Regions from separate parts of the Mus musculus genome. Here region 2 is linked to region 1. A link is a contact called in public HiChIP or PLAC-seq data. All regions are on one chromosome and are shown on one strand. The core of a region is the stretch at or near the end of the contact, and the rest is flanking DNA. Distances in the headings are between cores, read along the strand shown. Region 1 has its middle 50 kb from the start of Gm27166. Region 2 has its middle 14 kb from the start of Gm32171.

Evidence for each region. HiChIP or PLAC-seq counts read pairs in DNA pulled down with a chosen protein or histone mark.
Region 2: a contact with region 1 is called in an H3K27ac HiChIP or PLAC-seq map of the NIH/3T3 cell line, with 3 times the contacts expected there. The contact joins two enhancer-like sites. A contact is called at or near these places in 5 of 484 Hi-C or Micro-C datasets (the C2C12 cell line, adipose-derived mesenchymal stem cells, embryonic fibroblasts and 2 more) and 1 of 115 datasets of contacts at active chromatin or transcription factors (the NIH/3T3 cell line).

What each region holds. Positions count from the first base shown.
Region 1 is chr9:32,978,704-32,985,493 of GRCm38.p6, reverse strand. No RefSeq gene overlaps it. Among named protein-coding and RNA genes, the nearest start is that of Gm27166, 50 kb to the left of the region's middle. Within about 2 kb of position 4,588, at least 23 of the 459 cell types and tissues checked have an H3K27ac peak or open chromatin away from gene starts, as enhancers often do. A contact at or near this core is called in the C2C12 cell line, the NIH/3T3 cell line and adipose-derived mesenchymal stem cells, where this site is marked.
Region 2 is chr9:33,237,512-33,244,030 of GRCm38.p6, reverse strand. No RefSeq gene overlaps it. Among named protein-coding and RNA genes, the nearest start is that of Gm32171, 14 kb to the left of the region's middle. Within about 2 kb of position 2,915, at least 27 of the 459 cell types and tissues checked have an H3K27ac peak or open chromatin away from gene starts, as enhancers often do. A contact at or near this core is called in the C2C12 cell line, the NIH/3T3 cell line and adipose-derived mesenchymal stem cells, where this site is marked.

The DNA.
Region 1 (6,790 bases), core at 3,339-5,838:
CAGTTCTTATCCAGGTTCACAGTGAGGATAAGCAACAAAGAGAGTGGACTACAAGCATAACAGAAAGATGGGGGAATGTGCCATTTGGATAGAAAAGGCATGAACAGTTCAAGGTGAGAGCAGCCGAATAAGCAGCTGTAATGTTTAAGAAATGTGTCCCACTAAAAAGAAACTCACACTTGCACTGGGAAAGAGGCAAGAGTTTTGACAGCAACACTCTACCCACCAAAGACTCCTCAAACATGTGAATATATAAATTCATTCTAGAAGAGAGAACCTGAACTGAGAATGTCATCACAGGTGTCCTCTGGCCCTGTGATAAAGTTTTTCCCCATGGTCAGCTTCAAAGGTACACAGAGGCTACTGTTAATGTGGCACAGGAAGACAGGCTACATCTAAAGCTGTCTGAGCAACTTCACAGTGACACCCACATGTCACGTGTTTTACAGGTACTGAAGATGGAAGGGTAAAACAGTTGTGATGGGTTGTACCAAGGTTCCCAAAAGTCAAAGCCACCAGGCATTTTATAACAGGATAATTTTTCTCTGAAAGACCCAAAACAGGCATTACACAAAGCTAGAAAGATGAAGGCTACATTGAGACAGAAAACCAGTGACTCTGGAAACACCAAGACCATATGGCATCTACTAAGAAAAGCCACATGGATTGGAGGCAGCCAAAGAGATTGGTCACATAGACTACATGGAGAATAACTGGATGGTCGAGGCTGCCCAAGGCAAATGATCCCATCACAAGCCTCAGATGCCCAGGTGGTAGACAGGGAACTGCAAGATTGCTACTTGCCCTGTTGAGTTTTAGTCTTGCTTTAGACCAACTTTTCCTTGATATGTTCTTTTTCCTCCATTTTATAATGAATAATTTCATTTCTGTCCCATTGCATATTGGCAACATAATTGTGTTTTGTATTTTATAGGCCTTCACAGCTAAAGGATGGTCTGACTCTCAAGACTCTACGTTTACACTTTTGAACTGTTAAGACTTTGGTGATTTTAGACTAACTGCATTTTACTTTAGGAAATGAACACAAGCTTTTCAGAGCACAGAAGAGCAATATCATGTTTGAAAAGTGGTGTGTTTGGGTGTCAGATTAACAGGCAACCGGGTTGTGATTGTCAATCCTCATTATCTACTTGGCTGGATTTAAAATCACCTTGGGAACACATATCTTGGTGTGCCTTTTAAGCTGTTTCCAGGAAGATTTAACTGAAGTGAAAAGATGCAGCTTGAATGAATGCAGACAGCACCATTGTACAGACCACTGCTATAAAGAAAATAGAAGCAAGGAGCAAAGAAGCATTCGCTTTCCTCTTTTCCCTGGCTGTGAAGGCAGAATCACCAAGCATGTTACAGATTTCTTACTTCCTCATGTTGCTTTTGCCAGGAATTATAACACTGCCATAAATGGACACCAGAGGCAAAAGATCCCTCTAAGTAGAGATAAAGGTGTATCTTAGATGCAGTGTGAGTGCTGAGAATCAAACCTGGGTTCTCTGGAGAAGCATCCAGTGCTCTTAACTACTGAGCCATCTCTCCAGCTTCCAACTGTTGGGACCCAGGAATCAGCTCACCAACCACAAGAACACCGATCTCAGACAGGCAGAGTTTATTGAGCATGTGCCCCAGGACTGATGGATCAAGGCTGATGGAGGAAGACTTGGGAGCTGGCTGTGACCCTGAGCCAGGGTACTACAGATATTTTAAGCCCTTGAAATCCACAAACATCTTTTCTGAATTATTTTTATCAATCAGGATTTAGGGATAGGGGATTTCCTTAGGAACATATATTTGTTGTACACTTCTCCTGTTCCCATTGGTTGAGATATTCAACTGTGGTAGATTTGCCTTGTCTAACATTCATGTCTTAACTTGCCCACCAATATGTCAGTTACCCACATACATATCTTTTTCTGTCAAGTAGGATATCAGTTCCTGAGAAGGTCTTGGAAATTTAAATTTTATTACAGCCCTATTCAAAATGGAAGTCTTGTTCTAATAGGCTCTTATATTGGTGCAAGTTCCTCTTGCGTGTTGGGGTCCTTCCCAGAGGCAGCTTATAAAAGGAGAAACCCATAAAAGCTTATACACTGGTATAGGAAGTGCTGCCTGGCTGTTGGCTCAGGTCCAAGCTTACTGTGTTTATCTATACAAAACAGTTCTAACTGAATTCTTTCTTGTGATTGGTTTCAAAGAACACCAAAGCACAGAACATAACAAAATCTGCAATCAAATAGAGCATGAGAAAATTCCCTAACTACAGCTTACGGGAAAGTTTCCTTATACCATTAGGAACAGCACAAAACAGCAGGCTAGATAGGTAAGAGTTACCTAGGCCTTAACACAAATCCCCAGTTTTGATTCACCTTACTTTGCTGACAGTTGATTAAGGTAAAGATTACAAAAGTTTTCATATGGCCAAACAAACATTTGCAGTTCCATTTTAGGATCTGTTGGAGTTTGCGATATATCTTGCCAGAACTCATGCAAATTGAAGAGTCAATAATGACGTCAATTATTTTTAGATTTTTTTGTTTATGTGTTATTTACCCTAATGTTTTTTTTTTTTTTGCACTATGTGCATGCAGTGTCCACAGACATCAGAAGACAGCATCAGATTCCTTGGGACTGGAGTTACAGACAGTGGTTAACTGCAGTGTAGATGCTGGGCAAAGAACCCATGTCCACTGATCATGCTTCAATTAACCCAAGATTGTCTCTCCAGCCCAGAGAAGTGTCTCTTAATCAAGAAAACATAACCTTGATGGAGAAATGGCTTCTTGTTGAGCTCTTTCAAGGAAAAAGTTTTCATACACAGAGAGAGAGAGACAGAGACAGAGACAGAGACAGAGACAGAGACAGAGACAGAGACAGTGAGACAGACATTCTAGTGAAAGGAGAAAAAAGCTAAAAAAGACAAATGAGAAGAACAAGATATTTTGAAACAAGACTCATGAACTTGGCCTTGTAAGGTAAGAAAAGTAGTTTCCTATGGAAATAAACATGTGCCTTGTCCTGGCTGCAGAAAGCTTAGAGAACTTGAAATAAATGGGAAAGAAAGATCGTTGACATACTAGAGTATTATAGTGCATATGCTTCAAAAGAGAGTCAACCGAATGTTCGAGCCATCATTTTCATTATGTGAACATGGATGATTTGTTCAGTAAAGTAGATTTGTGTTTCCCTGTTTCATCCATGAAGCATAGTATGGTTCCTTATCAAAACTGGTCATTGTGGACATGAGTTTCCTCATGTCATGGCCAGCACATGATAACTGTAAAAGACATGCTACATGTTCTCACAGTGCATCCTCACTGCATAGAAACAGAGAGACACTGAGTGGGGATCAGGGGGTTCCAGAGGCATGCTGTGTGTTGACCTGCAGTGCTGGGCTCTGATGGCATATGAAGGTGTCAATCTCCACCATAGACAAGCTAATCCCAGCTGCACAGCATTCATGCAGCCATGCATTAGGGGTAGATACTTTTATAGTTTTCATGGGAAAGCATATGGGAAATGTTCAAGGGTTAGATGCACCAGGCTGTCAGCAACTGCCTCCTGGACACATATCAAATGTCCTAGTGGTTAGAAACCTTAGGCAGGTGCATAGGTATGAAGCTTTCATGGAGATATGGAAGACCTGAGTACTTTGCCACTGGGTGGCAAACATAAAGACAATCTCTGCTTCCCAAATATCTCTCTGATCCTTGAGCCTTGGGATAGCAGGCTAACATCCCACTTTAACAGCTCATGGCAGATGAAGGGCTGCCACAGACAAAGGAGCAGAGAAATGTGTTTGTGTCCCCAGAAATACTTATAAAATAATTGTCAAGGGGGCCTTCTTGGGTTACTTTGAATGTATAAACTGTTTATTTTTGCGAGGCTGATTGGGCAGGCATGGAGAAGGCTAATGTACTTGGGCTCCGTGTTTATCCCTTCTAAGAGTTCATGACTGATCAGCCATCCTCTTTCTGGAACAGATGTTATTCCTAAGGCTATTGCCAGTGGCACAATGTCATATCTTCTCACCCCATTTCCTCCCTTGTGAACCCAGTGGGCACAAGTAGAAAACATCATTCTTGAATCCCCAGCCTAGAAAGAATTTCGAGGCATGCTCATAGACATGTCCCAAAGGACTCCCACTAATTACTTAGGAGAGCCTGTGACTGTTTTCAATCAACTTTCACTATATTGAACTTGTCCCCAAATCAAGGCTTAATGAAGAAGAATTCTTTCTTTAAAAATCCATCTTGACAAATTAATATACCTGTAACCATAAAGTTGTGTTCATTTTTGAAACAAAAATGTTTTGAAACATGCCCAGTCATGCTGACCATACTTAACACTGTATGCTGATGAGTCACCAGGCATCACTCTTGGTGATTTATTGGGATTGTTTTATTAATTCTTACAAGAATTATCCATTGTGACTAGATATCATCTCCTTCCACATTTATAGATATGGCAACAGAAGCAGTGGAAGACTAATTCTTGCCCAAGATTCTATAGTCATGAGACTAGTAAGTGAGGCAGCTGCATTTCAGAGTGCAGTAACTGAGTCAGAACCACATTCTGAACCCTGTAGAGGTGGATGTCACAGTTTCTCTTTGACCACAGACATTACTAATAGAGAAGCAGTCAAGAAATATGAGAAATACTACAAATTTATGAGATCGGATCCAGCACTTCTTCTGAACTAAGGTCCCCTCTTCTTTGGGTTTATTGACTCAAATCCACAAGCAGAAGTCGTGTCCCAGATCTTTCTGTATTTGATGTTTAGAGGGTTTTATTATTATTATTATTATTATTATTATTATTATTATTATTATTATTCCTTAATCATCAACACACTTCTGCTCCATTCTTCTATTAATTGAATATTTATGTGTCCATGCAAACTCATATGTAGAACCATTAAAGACAGTCTGGTTTCTGGTTGAGCTAGGTTTCAAACCTTGGCGACCCAGCAAGTGGCCCTGCAAGGGTAGGTGTTTTGCCACACTCCTAGATACCAGGCTCCTGACACAAGGCCTCAGCTCTCCATCACTCTGTGTCCATCAGTCAAGTAAGGACAGAGCTCCAAGACCCTCCAAAGGTAGAGGACGTGACCACAGATCTGAAGGTCTGACAGGCTTAGCCAATTAAGCTCCCCTTCCCAGATACTCCTCTCTGTAAAAGGTATTTAACCTCAGGCTGACCCTGAGAAAGTGGGGTACAGTTTCACTCATCACAACTCTCCACCATGCCAATAAATGCTTTAAAACCACGGACTGCGTCTTTTCATCAGAATCCACGGGGGGGAAACAGGTCTTCCTCAAATGATCTCTGTCTAATCTCCCACAGGAGACCTCTCTGCGCTCCCAGCCCTGAATGCCACCAAGTCAAGCCACAGGCAGAACTCGCCAAGGACTCTCTCATCCCCTGGGTACCCAGCCGGAGCTCTCCTCCCCACTTTTCCCTTTGGCTCCAGGCTAGATCCAGCCCGTGGCCTCCAGTGGCCCCTGGGATGCCCAAGAGTCTGAGACCCTGACGTCATCGACCTTTGTGCAGGTCCAGACCCCTGAGCCCGACTTTGGCAGGTTCCCAGGACCCCAGACTGTGCTCCCCCACCCCGGATCAGGGGCTGGGGCTTCTCACAGCCTGACACACACCCCCCCCCCCCCCTGCAGCAGCATGGAGAATGAACAGTCAAAACTCCGGCATCCTGCCTCCAAAAGAGGCCCTAGCCCTGTGGCAGACCAGACGTGGGTCACCATTTTAATCCACACACATGTGTATGTGTTTACACGCACATGGGTACATGTTCCTGTAAACACAGTCACTTTCCGTATTGAGACAGAGTTTCCCACTTTAACACAAACCACACTGATTTGCTTGATCTGGGGATGCTCAGCCTCAGTCTTCCTAGCCCAGGGATTATAGGAGAGCCTCCAAACCCACCCAGCGTTCCTGTGGGTGCTGAGGACCTGAACTTCAGTCTCCATGATTGCACAGCAAGCTCTCACACACTGAGCTATCCCCTTAGCTTCAAATATTTCTTTTGGTTCAGTATTTATTTTAGTAATGTACCTTGAAATAAAACATTGATATCATACAAAGAGTTATTCAGTAAATATTACTAAGAACACTAGATTTTTTTTAATGGCATTGATGCCAATTATGAGTTCTCTGCTTTGAATCTGTTAAGGAATTGTTTGAAAAAAATTCAGAAAGGTGTTCATAATTTTGTTTCACTGTTTCAAAGCATATACTCCAAAATACTAATGCATCTCTTTCTTCATCAAAGCATATTATAGATTTTTTTATTTTATTATCTAGAGTATTACCTCTTACACTTAGAGTAACCAGAGTCCAAACCACATGATTGCTTCCATGCAGAGGTGTTCCTCAGATATCTTTCTCAAGGTATGACAGCCACATTCTGCCCCTAAAACTTACATCATAGCATAGATAACACAAATAATATTTGCAACCCAGTGAGTCAAAGTCTCTTCTGGCTACATCAGCCATCCTCACAGCATTTCAGAACCTTAAGAAAAATAAGCGTCTTTCTTGGATTTGTATATGCAATGCCTCCCTAAATGACCATATTCTAGAGGCTTGCTCCTTGGCCCTTGACAATGCTTAAGGGAAGATTTAAAGATGGCACTTGCTGGGAGGTCCTTGGCTGGAGACATATTTTCTAAAAGGATTAGTGGGAGCTGGGCCATTTTCCTTCCTTTCTCTTTTTATTACTTAGCCCAGAGGTGAGAGGTTTTTGGAGGTACTGTCTCCA
Region 2 (6,519 bases), core at 1,666-4,165, 260 kb before region 1:
AGGTCAGACATGAAGAAAATGAAGGGTGACCCATGAAGTTACCTGTGACGGGGCTTCCAGGCATGAAAGGAAAATTGGCTCCTGGTGGCATTTGTTGGGAGCAGTACAGGGACTAGTGTGATGGAGTGCAGAGTACGAGGACCTGAGGTGGAGGAGGTGGAGGAGGGTCACATCCCACAGGGCATCCTATGACAACATAAGACTTTGGCTCCTATTGTGTGTAAAATGGAGGGTCATCAAAAACTTTTCAAACAGGTTTACATCATGATGTGCCATTGGTTTCAAAGTAATAACTCCAGCTGAAATATGGGTAGAAGACTGGGGAGGCAGGGAAATCCAGTTAGGAGGGATGTAATAGAAAGCACTGGTGAGCTTGATGTAGTGATCTCATGACAATATGACTCATACTGATGTTATCACAAAAGTGACCCATTGAAGGTAAGGACCAGTATCCGTTCTGCATACCCTTACTGCTTGTTTCTGTGTATCACATGCTAAAAGGTACCCTGCAGAATACAGATATGAACAAGGAGCTCGCTGCATTGTGGGAATATGGTAGGTGAGACAGCTACCCACAGCTATTAGAAATCCAATGTGATAATTCCTGGGGTAAAGATCAAGAACAGCTTAAACTAGCTATGCTCGCATTTATGGAGGGCTGTCTCTCTGTCTCTATGAACTTAATGGCAATTTCACAAAGAGTATTTGAAAGAGGGTGGAAGCAGAAACAAAGAGAAGAAGCCATCTTCCAGATTTCTAAGTGCTGGAGGAGACATCCTCAGCCTGAATCCGAGGTCCTGCCATAGCTTCTCTATATAGACCATGAGGTTTCATCATCCCTATGAATTCCTGCGCTTCTCTGCCAACATTTTTCAACTCTGTCAATATGGAGGGAAATTGTGTTTCTTGAGGCCAATGACTGGTAGCTAAGGTATAGATAAGAATGAAAAATTATCAGAAAAGACTTTGGTCATTAGCATATACAGGTCAAGGAGAAACAGAACAGGATGATGTTCAAATTTCTGATACAGGTACGATGCTGGCATCGTTTGCAGGGAAAATGTTCAAGAGAACAGGAGAGCTGGTGAATTGGCTGAGTTTGCTTACCGGTCAGTTTGAACTGCCTACAGATGTGATGGCATACCAGGATACTGTCAGCCTTACCCACAAGGCTGTGCTAATGTGTAGGAAGAGGAAGAGTTGCAAAGGAAAAAGTGATGTCAGGCTGCAGAGAAGAGAAGAGAAGCCAGCACAAACTACAAAGCACTTGGGAATAAGGTCAGTCAGATAAGGGAGAAGGCACACAATCAGCAGCAATAATGGGAAGCACTTGCAGAGAGCACATGCAAATGACTTAAACCTTAAAGGACTCCTTTCGCTGTCCTTCTTTTATTTCATTTATCCATATAGATGTGGTATCCAGCTGTAACTTAGGGGCTCTTTTGTACAATGCCGGCCTTAGCAGAATACCACTCATACAATGATTCATCAATGTATGTACTGTGATTGAATTCCTGACCATAATACCATGGGTTATTCTATGAATTCTTAAGATATTATTTCACTGACTAGGCCTTTTTAAAAACTAGAACCAGGGCAGACATGAAAAGGAATTCAATGCAAGAGGCTACAAATCAAAAGAACAAAAAAATGATTTTAGATATGCATTGTCCTACAGAAATTTTTGTAAAGTCTTCACTCACTTTTGTATCCCTTTGTAGTATCTTCTTGGAATAGCCTCCTCTAGTGTATCCCAGAAGAGTCCATCAAGGTGGTCCATGTGATAATTTAAAAAGCATCAAAATCCTCCCTCAAATGTGAGCTCATCCATCTGGTTTGGTTATTTCTAGCCCAGCCCAGCTTCTCAACTGCTTTGTCCTTCAATTCCCCCTTCTCCTTGTTCTTGTCTGACAGCAAGGTGGCTTACTTGCAACTGTTTAATATAAGGTAAATCATTGCACCTCTCTGGACCATATTTTTCTTCTGTAGATAGACTAAGAAGATTATTCAGTTTGTGCTTATAACCACCTTAATGCTTTTTCCTCTACCTCAGCTTCACAGTGAGGTCTTCCCAGACTCTGACCATTATCTCTGTGCTCTGGGCACTGCTATTTTTCTGCACCCCACCCCCCAAGTCTCTTTTGCTGCCTAGGTTCATTCATCTGCTTGGGTTTGGGAGGCCCATCTAACGCATCTTTCAATCTCTAATGTTCTCTGTAATGGCTGAGGCTCAAAATGGTGCTCCACAGATGCTCTGGAGCAAAGGTGACTGAAAAGAACATGATTTGAACGTCTAGTCCTACATACACTAATTCAAAATGCCAGGTGGAATTTGCATGTTGTTCTTGCTCATGTGAACAGGAGAACATGACATGGTTCTGAAGCTCATTTGCTTCTTTCTAACACAGAACTTCCCTGAAATGTGATGAATGCTGTGCCTCTTTGTGAGGGAAAGAGATGAAGAAATAAGTCAAAGAATCTTTTGACATGTTCTTTAGGGACTTGAGGAAAGAATTCTTGTCTTCCCTAGTGTTAGGGCCTGTGGTAAGCATGGGCTTTATCAGTGCCAAGCAGTGAGTCAGGGAACGGGTGGCCCATTCTGTGGTTTTCAGTGGGAGGTGGGGTGTGTGTGGAAATTTTAATATCTCAGACTGTCCTGTTCATACCCATCCTTTAAAAGCCAGTTACAAGGGTGTGTGAACTTTAAAAACCCCTCTTCTCAAGCCTTGACCAAAGGAGGGCTTGAGCTCGGAGGGGCTTTCCAGGATAGTCTCCAAGTACAATAATGTCATTTTTCATGAACTTTTCTGAGACCTGAGTCCAAAACAGCCTGTGGCCTCCATCCATCACTTCTAAGCTAGCAGTAAAGACACCCTTGGAAAGACTTATGCTCTCTGAGCCAAACCACCAACAGCTACTCTTTCACAAAGGCTTCCTGGCCTAACCTACATTCTGCTAACCACACTGGCAATGCTCTGCAATACTGTGCTGCAAGGAGGCCATCTTTCTGGGAGTAGGTATTTGAGACAGACACTTAGAAGACCAATTTTAATGTGCAGATTATAATTTGTGGAGCTTTGAGTGTGGGTTGTGACAGAGAGGGCACTAAAAACGGGTCATGCATGGTTTGTTTTTATGGGACCAAGTGGAGAAATTGTGTGAGAGGATTTTGTATGAACAATTTCTAGGTAGTATTTTATTGATTGCTCTCATTCAAATGCATATTAGCAATTGTTAAACCATGTCTTCTCCTTCCATATTGCTTGGTATCTGCCATACTGTCTATTATAGAGTGCTATGTATGAGTCAGTAATTAGATGCCAGTTTTCCCTGCTAGGCCTATTATGGCAGGCATTATCATTCATCTATCTGCAGCTCTTCCACAGCAGCTACAATAGTGATGGTTAGCTTTCCCGTGCTTAATTGCTTTGCTTTGCCTGAGTAGCTTTATAATCTAGATAGAGGTAATACAAAACAATATTAGTGACACTTATGATAAGGAGACAATGAGTGAAATTAGCAAAATGCAGGGGTCACCCAGTGATCATTTCTGTGGTATTTATGAGCAGCTTTAGACTGATAACTGAGATTTTTTATGACCCACAGGCAATTATTGCCATTTGAATTTTCACTTTAAGGCATGCCAACCATACAGAGGAAGAGAAGGGGAAGGAAGGGGAGGGAGGAGAAGGAAGGAAAGGAAGATTACACATAAACCTCCCTACCTACAGTAAGGACTTCCTTTGTGTGTAGAGTAAAACCAGAGTTTCTTCCTTCTGATGGATAGAAATACAAATACCCAGAGAGCATACAGAATAGACATCCACCTGTGCTATGGATTGAGACTCCAAGAATATCAAACAACTGGCCCTTGGAAGGACACGTGTTGAAATAGCATGTTGTTTTAAGAGTTCTCAATAGGAGACTAAGATTTCAAAACATCTGAATAACTTCCTTGCTGTAAAGCATCTAGAGTTAAAATGTGAAGCTAGATAAATAGCAGCAGCCTCCAAGAGAAGAGATTCACTGAACTTAGGTACATAACTGATGATCAACACTGAAGTTAGAAATGCTGCAGGCAAGCCCACTCTGGGATGCCCATTTCCAGTGGAACACCCTTGAGTCACACCTGCTTTTTAACTCAAGAGATAAATTTCAGATTCCCCATTTCTCATGAGGGAATTATTGAGGAAGTGATCTGTAAGTGGCAAAATTTTACCTTCTAAGAAATTAATCTAGTACTTCTATATATCCATCCCATGACCAACAGCCATGTGATATTTGTAGCAGAGATTCAATGAATGTCCACAGGAAAAGCAGGCCAGTGCTGTATTCTCACCTACTGGGTTGAGATGATTTAATTTCATAAATCTAAATCTTGTCTAAATACAAGGGTATGGTTCTCACTTTGAAAATGAAATTGACATAAGAAAAATCCTATAACACACACAGACACAGACACCGTATAATATATATATGAAACAAGCTTTTTAAATTAACCCCATGAAAACATCAGAAGACAAATAATACAGAGAGTGTTCTTCTTTTACTTAAGCTGGGTCAAGATTCAAACTTGAACATAGAATTTTCTGGAAATGTTGGTCTGGCCTACCTCACTGGAGCCCATGTCCAAGTCAGGCTAAGTGTATTCCTGACATCTCAAAGCCAAGCTCTCACCTCTCTGATCTGTTTCATAGTCAGGAAGGAAGTGAGTGGATACAATGCACATATCAGTATAGTGTGTGCATATGCCTGTCAAGGGAGAGAACACCAAGGCTGCCCTGACTAACCAGACCCAGAAAAGATGGAAGAGATAAGATGAACGTCACAAGCATGATTAATGGGCTAAGTCACTGCCCATAGTCCAGCTCATTATCAGCCTCTCTCTTTCCATGAGAGGAGGCAAAGTAGAGTGAGCTAAAAGATAGGAAGTGCTCCCCATGTTCACAGCTGAGCTGGAGCTGAAAGAACCTAGCCATGGGTCTACAATGATGGCTGTTGGCAACCAACAAAAGGAAAAGGTCACCAAAGTTGACCTTCTTCTCATGACTCATAATCCAAGGACTGTCAATTACTGCTTAAAATGCACAAATCACATCCCTGACACTGGAGTGTGTCCACATTGCCTGAGCAGCTAGACAGAAGTTCTCAAGGCTACTTTTGTGATCCAAAGAGGCAACAGCGCTCTTTAGTTTCCCACTTTTGCTAAAGATTCTTCCTTTGAAAATATATAAACTATGTAAGTTTTTAATTTTAAAATAATTTTAACACTATGCCACCAAGAATTTCTAAAGTGAAGTAATCCTTCTAAGTTTTAGCATGAAGCACCCTATCCCATTCAGTCCTTTCTTGAGATCTTCCAACCCCGCTGTATTTATAACCTTTTAGGGTGATACACATGATCCTTGCTTCTGTATTTCTAAATATGCCGACTCTACTAGACATTAGGGAAAAAAAAACTACATATAACATTTTGAAAGCCATCATTGGAGATAAAGATTTACTTTTCTGTACTCACTACAGTCCCAGATACTCCCATGCTGAATTCTTAACGTGATTTATTATAGATATTGGTTCAGCCAATGCATTTACATTTTGATGACAATCCAAAGATTCTTAAATCAGTGGACACATTCTTGTGACTATCCCTGTCATTGCTCTAGCCCATCTGTTTCCAGGCCACCTGTGGCTTGTGAATTCAGTTCTGGTGGTTTTAAAAGATGAATCATCCTTGGGTTTTCTGCTCATGTAATTTTCTGTGAGCAAACAATTTGATAGTTTTCCAGAAAACAGTCTATCTTCTTTCTCTTCGCTTTTCCCCCATAATCTTCTGTAAAGCTTTTGCTTGGCTTCAATTCACAGTACTCTTACTGTTGCTGTCCTCTGTCCAGTAGCCTTTGAAGGATATAATATCCTCTTTTCACTCCCTCTTTGTTTTAGTATTGCATTAAAACAAACAACTGAGCAAAAATAAAGCCCACAACCATCAAGAATAATGATGATGATAACATCAACAATAATTTTAAGACAAAGGAGGCATGTTCTATAGTCAGTTGTAGATGAAGTGACGATGAGTTACATTTTAGTCCCAGTATATTTGAAATAGTCTACCCACATATCCAGTAATCTATGTAGTGCCTGGTGCTAATAATCTTCTCTCAAAATTTAAACCTAAAGTCCCTTATACCCTAACTTCCAATCATAATGTTTAGAATCTTGCTGCTGACCCAACTCCCAAGGCTTCTAAAGTTAGGAATCTAAGACCTTGTGTCTAAATTGCTATTTACCCTATCAACTTACTTAAGAGTCATTTGTCATCTTCATAACCCCCTCGCCAAAATATCTTTTCCTTCTGTAAAATAAGATATGATGAAATCCTTTTGGAATAAGTCTATGTGGTGGTTTGAATATGCTTGGCCCATGGGAAGTATAACTATTAGGAGGTATGGCCTTGTTGGAGATTGTGTGTCACTATGTAGGTGGGCTTTGAGGTCTCCTGGTGTTCAAGCTGTACACAGT